2 separate regions of the Arachis hypogaea genome follow, and region 1 is linked to region 2. Evidence: chromatin contacts called from public Hi-C data. All regions are on one chromosome and are shown on one strand. Each heading gives the region's core, a stretch centred on a gene start, on an enhancer-like site or on the middle of the called end of the contact. The rest is flanking DNA. Distances are from core to core; before and after follow the strand shown.

Region 1 (6,071 bases), core at 2,717-5,216, 73 kb after region 2:
TGGTTGTTGGCGTCTTGATCTACTGCAGATAATAGCTGACCACCATAGTAACCTTTTAGAAAACACCCATCTAACCCAATTAGCGGTCTGCACCTATCTATAAATCCTTTTTTACATGCATCCAAACTTATGTATAATTTATAAAAAAGTGGTAGCAACTCCGGTTGAGGTATGACTTCCATTAAAGCTGTGCTTCCAAGATTAATCCAATGCAGTTCTTATAAATAGTCATAAATCTTCCCATACTGAACTTGTTCATTACCTATAACTATCTCTTTGGCAGCCTTCAGTGCCCTACTTACCATTTTATCACTCAAATGCACATTGTAATCTTTAATCATGTATTTTATAGCCTATTTAGGTTTCAAATCAGGCAGAGTAAGTAGCCTTTTCACCAATTTTGATGTTACCCAATACCTATCAACTAGGTTGGAACCATAATTTCTAGCCCAATTGTGCCTATTCACTAAAGTCTTCACTTGATAACTACCTTCTGTACTGTTCTAAAAAGTCAGGATCAACCAAAGGCACTGCTCACCCGCACATGCTATCCTAACCCTCTTTTTTTCGTTCTTGAGATATACCACATCCTTCCCCTCAAACATAAAATAGTCCTTCAGGGCATTCTTGAAACTCTCCATTGTAATAAATATCTGTCCAACCTTAAATTCAACTTCTCTATACTCTGTCTCCTCATTAAATGCATCAAATGCAGTCTTTCCTTCATACTCACCTGACACTGGACTGGTAAATGCCTCACTTTCATACTCATATGACTTCTCATAATCAGAATCTAACTCAAATCTATTTTCATCATTTGTTTCTCCCACCAAATTTTTCTCTAAAGCATTTTCATGCCCATTACCACTCCTGTGTCAGGCTCATCACTCCATCCAAATTTACACTATCTCCTTTATTCTTTCTAGTTCTAAGAACATGTGTCCTCCTCCTCTCAAAATACTTTTTTAAAGCCCTTTTTTTGATTGTCCTAGGAAAAAGAGTTGGGCCACTCTTACTTGGGCCAGCATGATCATTTTTCTTATTTAGGTCAATCTTATCTACAATTTTTGGGCCAGCCTTATCATCTTTTATCTCAGCATTTGGACCCTGATTAGCTATTTTTCTTATAGCACCTATCCTTCTCTTCTTCTTTAACCTCTCATTCTTTCTTTGTTTTTCACTGTCTTCACTACTATCTGCATCTTCATATCCAGGAAGAGGAGGTTTGTAAGACTCATCTTCAGTTGTTTCATATCCATCACTTGAAGATGATGAGTCACTCAGAATAACATTCTCAACTTACTCTTCATTATCCACAATTTCAGGTACACTAACTGGATGATCAAAGTAGATGTGAATTTTATTAGTTTCCTTATTTCTATTCTTGTTATCCCTCATTTCATTTATCTCAACATCACCCTTCATTACATGCAAACCAAACTCAAAGTTAAGGATCATGTTATCAAACCAATACATGGTCTTGTAATTTGTGTAACCAAACTCTCTCAATAAAACTTTTAGATCGAAGAAGTTCACTAAATCAATATCAAGAGGTGACCATTTCTTCAAATTTTCATTAAATAATCCATTTCACCTTGTGAATTTCTCTTGAAATTCCTTTCATAATGAAAAATAGGAACTACTTCAAATTCATCCATCTGTAAATATGTACATCTAATCAAATTTCATTTCAACACACTAGTTATCCAACTATAACAGTGATCTAAACCAATCACAAGCAACATTATTATTTAGGTAACAAATTAATTAGCCAGCTTTAGAATACCATTCATGCACAAAAAAAAACACATTCAATGAACATTCCAACATCAATATGCAATTGGAAAAAAGAGTGAATACTGCTAAACTTTGAAATTATAAAACCTTACACCAACTTGGATGGTAACATCAGCTGCCTCTACTCAACGCCGTCAATGACACCGTCAATTGTGCAGTTACAGTTGTCGTTTGGGAGCCTGTCAACGGCCTTGTCAGCACACACTCAACACAACCGCCAGGTGCTCCGTCGAACATTTCTTGTTTTGGGTGAAGAAGAGGACAAGGGTTTGGTATTATTTCTATAAATAAGGGTTACGGCTTGGGGGGTTATATGTGACCTTATTAGGTTTTGTTTCAATAGAGAACCAGAAAACGACGTCGTTTTTAAAGAATGGAGGGGGACAAATTGACCCATGTCTATTCTCCCTAAGTCAACGTGGCACTTAACTCTGAGTAACCCTCCACATCAGCGCCGGTGAATGTCACATAAGACTTTTCCGTCAACTTTGGTGAGTGGTTATAACGGAAGAGCCGTCTTGTCTCACTTTTGTCAAGAACAAAAGCCGGATCGATGTAATTTATTGCACAAAAATCATCTTGTCCTATTTTAAAATGGACAGTAATTATGTTGGTGTTTATTCTAAAAATTAAAATAATAAAAATAAAACAAAAATTTAAAAAAATTACACAAAAAAGTGATGTAAAAAAATTTGGGAATTACAACATCGCTCTCCTTAAATTTAAATATGAAGTTCCATTAAAAATAAAAAAAGAAAATTAAACCTCATTTCTTTTTAAAAATAAATGAAGAATGTTAGGGATCAGTAATTTTAGTGTTTTATAATTATTAATTGGCTATCAATAATGTTTTTAATTGTGTGAAATTATATTTAATAATAAAAGATTACTCACTTTTATTTTAATGGTAAAAAAAAATACAAAAGTTACTGTCCCTAAATTTTCAAAATAATAATCTGAGTCGATTGAAATGGAATTGTTTGTTTAGAAAAATGAGGAGGCAAACTAAGGGTAGAGTTGGCATTCTAGAAAATATCCACACCATATGGTTTTCACATCGTTATTATCAACATGTCATACAAATGCATTATTCGAGAGCTTAATTGCAATAGCATATGATTGGCGTTTATACGTGAATTTGGGTGTGATGACAGATTCTAATTTGTCACTTCACACGTGCAACATTAATCACAGCTATAATAATTAGTTCCAGGACCTAATCATCTATCCCACACCCTCGTCCAATCGTCACATCATAAAAGTAATCATCAATCTCCGGTGTGTATATATAATTCAATAAGAGAAAAAAAATATTAAATCTATCCATCTATTTATCCATATATGAATTTCATATTTCAGGAGATGTAAATTAGTTTAGTTTTGAAACAATAGTTTTTTTTTTTTTTGTTAGAATTAACTTGGTTCATTGGTCTTCTACAGTTAGTTTCTTCATAGCCAAGTTTATTTTCTAAGTTTTTTTTATCTGTGAATAATTTTTTTATTCTAATATAATTATTAGCATTCAGGTTCTATTACTAGAAATTTAATTAATCTATCATGAATCAAACTTTAAAGTTTTTTAATATTTTTTTTTCATTTTCATAATTTAATGCGCCTATTATTTTTATGTCTCATCTTTATATATACCTTAGTAGTGAATAAAAAGTACTGTATTTTTGTTAGTTAAACAAATTTTAACTTTCTATTTATTATATTTTATATCAATCATTTTAGATTTATGATTTATAATTTATAATTTAAAATTTATCATATTTTCTTTTTTTACCTTTTATAATAAGTTAATTTTTAGAGAGTACTATACTCTGGCACTTTGACTAATTTTATACTAGCCAAATCTAGACTTAAATATAAAAGAAAAAAAAATGCAAAATAATATAGGTATAAAAATAAATAAATTGAGTTACAAAACTAAAATTTGAAATTCAGTCTTATTAGTTAATACCCCCAATAATTTATTATTCAATTCCTTCCACAAAAAGCTAAGGTACTAAGAATTGGACATATATCTCCCTCTTTAGGCCTATAAATATACATGAATCCAAAGCCATGTTCTCCATGCACACAAGAAACTAATTAGAGCCACTTCCTATATCCAAAAAGAGAGGCACATATTATTAGCCCCTTAATTTCCATATAGGAAACTAAGAAATGGCACCAAAAAACAAGTATGATGAAGGCTCTTGTGTTGAAAACAAATCCATAGTTGAGTCTCTATACAAGGCACTTCTTGGAGAAGGGCAAATGGAAATGGTTTCAAAGGTGCTAGCAAGTGATCTTGAATGGTGGTTCCATGGCCCCCCAGAATGCCAACACATGATGAAGGTCCTCACTGGTGAAACAGCACACAACAAAGGCTTCAAGTTTGAGCCTAGAAGCTTCACATCCATAGGAGATTGTGTTATCACTGAAGGGTGGGAAGGACAAGCCTATTGGGTTCATGTTTGGACATTGAAGAATGGCTTGATAACTCAATTTAGGGAGTATTTCAACACATGGCTTGTTGTTAGGGATTTGAGTCCTCCAAGGTGGGAGATCAAGCAAAATAGCTTGACTCTCTGGCAGAGCCAGCCTCGCGATTTGTATCGTAGGTCACTTCCGGGGCTGGTTCTAGCCATTTAGTACGTATTTATTTAGATTTTTTGTCTATAATTTTTAGACTGTAATTTGAGAAAAAAATTTATAAAAATGTAACTTTTGAACTTGCCATAGTTCTAAGAAGTCTCAATTGAAAAATGTATCATAATTTTTTAGGTACAAGTTATGGTTGTGCAACTTGTGTGTACTTGATTTTGTCATATGATTGTGGCCCCTATAGTCTACATGGGTTAAACATAAATGTAGTAGTTTTGCCCAACTAGAATGAATTTTCATGCATATATTTAGGTTGTGGATTATGGACAATGTTAATTTTTAGAATAAAAATTAAAGTAAATTACTAAATTTTAATATTGTATTTGGCAAGTAATTCAAAATAAACATAAAGATATTGAGACAAAAATAAGACATCACTTTCATGTCTCTATGTTTATTGTTTCCTAGTGTTTGAGTCGACAAAAAAATTGAACAATTTTCTTATAAAATAAAAGCAATAGAAGTATAATTTTGTGTCTTTTTCTCATAATAATACAAATAACATTACTTTCTAATAAAAATAATAGTTAATTTAAACCAAAATCAAAATGTGTGTTTTTCATGTCATTGCTTTGTTTAATTTATTTAATTTGTTGCGTTGCCTCTTCCTCCTTCTGGAATGACAATGGTACTTGGCGGTAACATCAATGCAATAGAAATGAACAAAAAATCTAAGCAAATTGCAAATGCAGAAGCCTTATTTGACTTTGATGAAGAGCCAAAGGGGTCACAAAATGGGGCCACATTTTTTAATAAATTAGTTAATTTGGCCAATTTTGTCTCGAAAATGGTGCCTAAATTTTGGCGGATATATAAAAATAAAAAGAAAATGTCTTTTTGTAATTTGTGAATTACCTTTTGTATGTAATATTCAGAGTATTATTTTTGTTAAAATGCCAACCAAGCAATAATTCTGAACTTTTGTTGCTTCTTTAGGAAAGGCGAATAATTGAATTATTGAAAAGGGGAATCATTGGATTCAACAAGCTTCCTAATTCCTATTAATTAAGGACATAACTACACTTTTCTGTAGGACACAATTATTGTTCTTTAGGCCAACTGAACATATAGAACTTTTTGACTTCTTTTTGGAAGGAATTTTAATATAATTGGACTGTTTTTTCTTAATTTTTTTATATAATTTAGGAAAGCCAAAAAAAAATCAATGGTTATGAGATTTCACGGAGTGTCCTTTTTCTCTTTAATAATGAATAAAAATACTATTTATACATTAAATTAACTACTAAAATCAGTCACTGATATATTTGTTGAAACTAGACATGTATACATAACACGAAATTTTCCCTCCTCATGTTCTTCTAATGACATTATCTTCCACATTAATTCTCAGTGCAATTGGAGCCTCCATAACATGATTTTTCTGTTTCTCTTCAGACCAAACCTTATTAGACAAACTAGGACTGCTCCAAAGTGAAGAAGAATTGAACATTTCATGATTCTGACTTTTGCATGAAAATTCATCTTCAACTATGTCATAGAATTCCACTGTTCTAACTTCTTGTGCAAGAGAACACCAACAACAGAATAGCCATTGCATGCAATCACTAACATTTTGATTCCCACAACAAAGTTTATTATTATTATTTGGTGGCAAATTGAAT
Region 2 (5,448 bases), core at 2,461-4,960:
TCTCTGGCTAAAACCTCTAACAACCAATCTAGCCTTATACCGAGGCTTAGAATTGTGTTCTTCATTCTTGATTCTGAATACCCATTTGTTCTTCAAAACTCGCATACCCTTCGGTAGCTTCACCAACTCATAGGTATCATTCTCAAGCAAGGACTTCATTTCTTCTTGCATAGCTTCAAGCCATTGAGCTTTGCTTTCATCTTCAACAGCCTCTCCAAAGCATTCAGGTTCTCCCCCATCAGTCAACAAAACAAACTCATGTGGAGAATACCTTGATGAAGGCTTCCTCTCTCTTGTAGACCTTCTGAGAGCATTTGCAGGAATTTCCAAAGTTGGTTCTTCATCTTGATCATCATCACCAACTTCATCAAGTATCGGATCAATTGTTCCATCCTCACCTGCACTTGTATCATGCTCATTATTTTGAGCTTTAACTCTACCATCTTGTACCATAGGCATAGAGGGAGTAATATCCAAGTCAGAAAAATCATCACTAGACTGAACCATTGGCTTCTCCGCATGATCAACATCCTTCAATGTTTGGTCTTCAACAAAGACAACATCTCTACTCCGAATTACCTTCTTGTTAACAGGATCATAAAACCTGTAACCAAACTCATCTATGCCATAGCCAATAAAAATACATTGCCTAGTCTTTACATCAAGCTTAGATCTCTCATCTTTGGGAATATGAACAAAAGCTTTACATCCAAAGACTTTTAAATGATCATAAGAAATATCTTTACCTGACCATACCTTCTCTGGCACTTCAAATTGCAAGGGAACACATGGTGTCCGGTTCAAGACATGAACAACAGTGCTCAAAGCTTCACCCGAAAAGGATTTTGCCAATCCAGATTGTGACAACAAGCACCTAACTCTTTCAACCAATGTTCTGTTCATCCTTTCAGCCAAGCCATTCAACTGAGAAGTTTTTGGAGGAGTCTTCTGATGTCTTATACCATGCTCTTTACAATAAGCATCAAATGGACCTGAGTACTCACCACCATTGTCAGTACGAATGCATTTCAACTTCTTCCCAGTTTCTCTTTCAACAGAAGCTTGAAATTGCTTGAACACATTCAAAACTTGATCTTTGGTCTTCAAAGTGTAAACCCATAATTTCCTGGAATGATCATCAATAAAGGTTACAAAATAGATAGACCCTCCAAGTGTTCTTGTCTTCATCGGCCCACATACATCAGAATGCACCAAATCAAGTATCTCCGGCTTCCTTGAAGGTGGATGGCTCTTAAAAGAGACCCTGTTTTGTTTTCCAGCAAAACAATGATTGCACTTTTGCAAAGCAACCTTACAACCAGATAAAAGATTTCTCTTGGATAACATATTCATACCCTTCTCACTCATATGACATAATCTCTTATGCCATAAATCAGTTTCATCAACAAACTCAGCAGCATTAACAACATCTTTCACAATCTTTGTTTGAGTTAAATAAAGAGTAGAGTGTCTTGTACCTCTAGCAACAACCATGGAACCCTTGGTGAGCTTCCAGCTATCACGAGAAAATGAGCTATCCAAGTCTTCATCACACAACTTACCAACAGAAAGTAAGTTCAACCGAATATCCGGAACATGCTTCACACGCTTCAAAGTCAACTTGGTACCGTTGGAGGTTTCTAAGCAAACCTGTCCAACACCAGCACATTTTGCAACACCTTGATGAGCCATTTTCACATCACCAAAATCACCAGGAGTATAGGACGTAAACAAATCCCTTCTAGATGTAACATGAATAGAAGCACCGCTATCAATCACCCAACTAGTGCTATTATCAACAAGGTTAACGATTGTTAGTGTTGCAAGTGTGAGGAGTGTTGAAGTTAGTCCCACATCTAAGAAAGCATGGAAGAGTGAGGAGTTTATAAGATGAGAGACCCATTAACTTGACACCTTAAGGTTTTGAGTTAGATGTGGTGTCTTCTCATCTTATGTTCTCTCGCTTGATTCCTCCCCGAAGTCTCCCCGGTTGTCGAGAGCTCTCCACGGTCGGCCCAACAAGTGGTATCAGAGCCGATGGTTAATCGGTCTGGTGGTTTTAAGGGGTATTCAAGGTGAAGCATCGAAAGTCTTCCCCGCAAAGGTGGTCCGGGCGGTGTGTCCCGCGGTGTTTTGCGGCGGTGTGATGGACGAATACTCGTGGTGGTGGAGGAGCTAGAGGGGAGTTGATGCTTGATGTGAAGGCTCACACTTGAGGGGGAGATTGTTAGTGTTGCAAGTGTGAGGAGTGTTGAAGTAGCATGGAAGAGTGAGGAGTTTATAAGATGAGAGACCCATTAACTTGACACCTTAAGGTTTTGAGTTAGATGTGGTGTCTTCTCATCTTATGTTCTCTCGCTTGATTCCTCCCCGAAGTCTCCCCGGTTGTCGAGAGCTCTCTACGGTCGGCCCAACATTTCTGTTTTCATGTAGCTCCGCCCCCCTCCTTCTAGCGTTTAATTTATTACTCTCAACAATTGAAATATGTTTTTGTTTTATTCTTATGCGTTAACCATGTATGTCAATATATGATTTAAAACTGTCCCAAACTCGAAAATTGGTAACCATTTTTATTATCAACTTTGGTTTATGTTTCAAAGTTATCCTTGATTGAATTATTGTTAGTAGACAACGAAGTTAATGGATAAGGATAAAAATAAAACGTATTTTATATGTTAAAAAATAAAATTTGTACAAATTAAACGTTAAAAATATTTTTAAATTTTTTTTACAAATGATAAAGACAAAAGATATATTTTATTGAAGAGTTGAATTAGAAAATTAATTTCTTTTAGTTAAAATCAATTATTTTTTTTAAATTCTAAATATTAAATTGTAAACCTTAAGTCCAAAACCTAATCTCTAGATCTTTAAAAAATAGAGTTAAAAAAGTTTATAATAAAAAAATTTATTAATATTAACTAATTTTTAAAAATTGATTCCTATATATATTTAATATTCTTTAATGAAATATTTCATAAGAAATACCTATTTCCAATAATCATTCAATAAGGTGGAAATATTTGAAAACTCAAGGATAAAAATATATAAATATAATAATACAATGCCCTACCAATTAGATAGGGTCTACATACATATACAAGAAAATTGCACAATCAAGTTCCTCTGGATTGAAAGTGATCCTTCTCCTACCCACAGTCCTCTCAATCATCTAACTTGTACTAATAGACCAATAATTTGGAGCTATGAGGCTAAGGGCCATATGAGAAACCATTAATGCATGTCAAACATAATGGATTTTATTTCCATGTTTAAATCTTACCAATATATATATATATATATAGTATTTTTATATGACTGAAAAAATTTCAGTACTTATGCTCCAAACATGTGTTATATCTTATATATATAATTCTACTTATTATTTTATAACTAATTTATAATGTAAATATTGTATATTGTATATCATAATTAAAAGTAAAATGCAAGAATGATAGATATATTAATAAATTAAATTTAAAAAATGTTTCTAAAATAATAGATGTTAGTTATGTATATGACTTCAAGAGACTAGCTCTACATAAAGGACAATAAAGGTGATGGTTTAATTTCTCAATTCTCATCCATAAACTTTTTTCAGAGACTGTTGTTCTATATATCAATAAATTTTCATAATTTCTTGTGGGCTATGCTGAATCATTGATTGAACATAGAGGAAGAGAAGAATGTCCAAAACCCATGAACTCTATAGAGAAGTTTCTATACATGGTTGGATCCAACTGTGACTCTTAATTGCAATGATGCCTATATACAAAGAATCATTGTCCTTTTATCTATTTTAAATTTAACCCAAAATGAAATAATATGGATCACATTGTTAGGTGTACGTGTGGAACAAAAGATTTGGACCCTCGAGGGAAAGGGCTCCACTCCAATCATAACAAATTTAAGAGAGATTTACTTGATGGACCATGTATGTGAAGCAATGTGTGTTCATCTCCAATAGGTTGATGCCATGTATATTTTGGTGTGTTAGATAATTTTTTCTTTTTGATTGTCTATTGTATCTTCTAGAATAGTTAAGGACTAATCTCTTGTAGATTAGAACTTCATTTAAAGTTTTATTATTAGGTAATGAGTTGCTGCATTCATGCAAAATAGGATTTAAATTTCAACACTTATTTAAATAAATCACTGAGTTAATTATTTGTTCAATCTAAATTGGTTAGTGTTATAATAATTCATATTGTTATAATATTATTTATCTCAAAAGTTCATTTTAAAAAATAAAAAAAGATATATGAATAATTATATCTTTAATATATATATATTCTATCGATAACACAAGAGTCTCTTTTTAGATTTGAAGTATGTGAGATGTATATTTTTTTTATTCTTTTTAGTTTTTTATTTATGTTGAATTTCATTTTTTAAAAATAATTTCAAATTTTTTTGTTATAAGTTTTTTTATTATATCAAAAAATTATTCATCTCAAAAAGTTAAGTTGATAGGTAGAGACACATGAATAATAATTATATATTTAATTAATATCATAAAATTATTTATTTTAAAAATTTAAATTGATAAAAATTATAGAAATAATTATTATATCTCTAATACATGTTCTTCTACTTAATAACTTAAATATTTAGGATAAGTAAATTCATGACATGTTATTATTATAATTTTTATGACAAAAAAAAATTCATAGTTTAATTATTGTTATTTAAAAAAATTGATAAAAAAATTTATATAAAAAGAAAAAGAAAGATCAATGTAAAATTCACGTTTAAGACAATTATATATATATATATATATATATATATATATATATATATATATATACTCAAGTTTTTCCTATAATAAATAGTTTTATAAAACGATTAAATCCATCCATTATCTATTTATGGGATATTATTATAATCAAGAAGAGTCTTACTATTATGTCTTTTAACAAGATTCTTTTTTTTCATGATTATTACTCGCTCAAATCTAAGACAATTAATAATTGATTAAAAAGTTAAAGTAGGTACATACTACTTTGATCAGACTCATCAATTTCGTCTCTAATATATATCCATTTTGAGTTGTGATTAAGTATAACTTTAGGAACACATGTGGATATCACATGATCTTCCATATTATTGGACGTGCAAATTCCTATCCTATAGGCTAGAAACGAGGTGCTGCATGCATTTAGTGCTTACAATGGTTAGTAAAACTTTGATAACGAGGGAGGTTTTTTTTTTATTTTACCAAAGATAGAAGACTCGAATCCGCAACCTCTTAATTGAGTATAAAAAGATTATGTCATTTAAATTATTACTCATTGGCGATAACGAGAGAGGTTACTAAAGATTTAACCAATGACGTGAATACCACTAAGAAAATAATTAGATCCTTATGTATTTTTTAACAGTCTCATCGTATATCTGAGTATTTTTATCAATTAAGTTTAAGTAATATTCAAAATCTAATAAAAATTG

Evidence for each region. A called contact is a pair of places that touch in the nucleus more often than the background predicts.
Region 1: a Hi-C map of an unstated tissue shows a contact between it and region 2, with 4 times the contacts expected there. The contact joins the promoter of LOC112751401 here to the enhancer-like site in region 2. A contact is called at or near these places in 2 of 8 Hi-C or Micro-C datasets (leaf and an unstated tissue).

Annotation. Positions count from the first base shown.
Region 1 is chr2:92,920,794-92,926,864 of arahy.Tifrunner.gnm2.J5K5, forward strand. LOC112751401 (senescence associated gene 20) reads left to right here and starts at 3,967. Exons shown (of 1, transcript XM_025800535.2): 1 at 3,967-4,437. The coding sequence starts at 3,967. The coding sequence ends at 4,437. It overlaps LOC112751410, which reads right to left. Exons shown (of 3, transcript XM_025800563.3): 3 at 5,619-6,071. The coding sequence ends at 5,759.
Region 2 is chr2:92,847,676-92,853,123 of arahy.Tifrunner.gnm2.J5K5, forward strand. No RefSeq gene overlaps it. Among protein-coding and RNA genes, the nearest start is that of LOC112751380, 12 kb to the left of the region's middle. Within about 2 kb of position 3,711, at least 2 of the 3 cell types and tissues checked have open chromatin away from gene starts, as enhancers often do.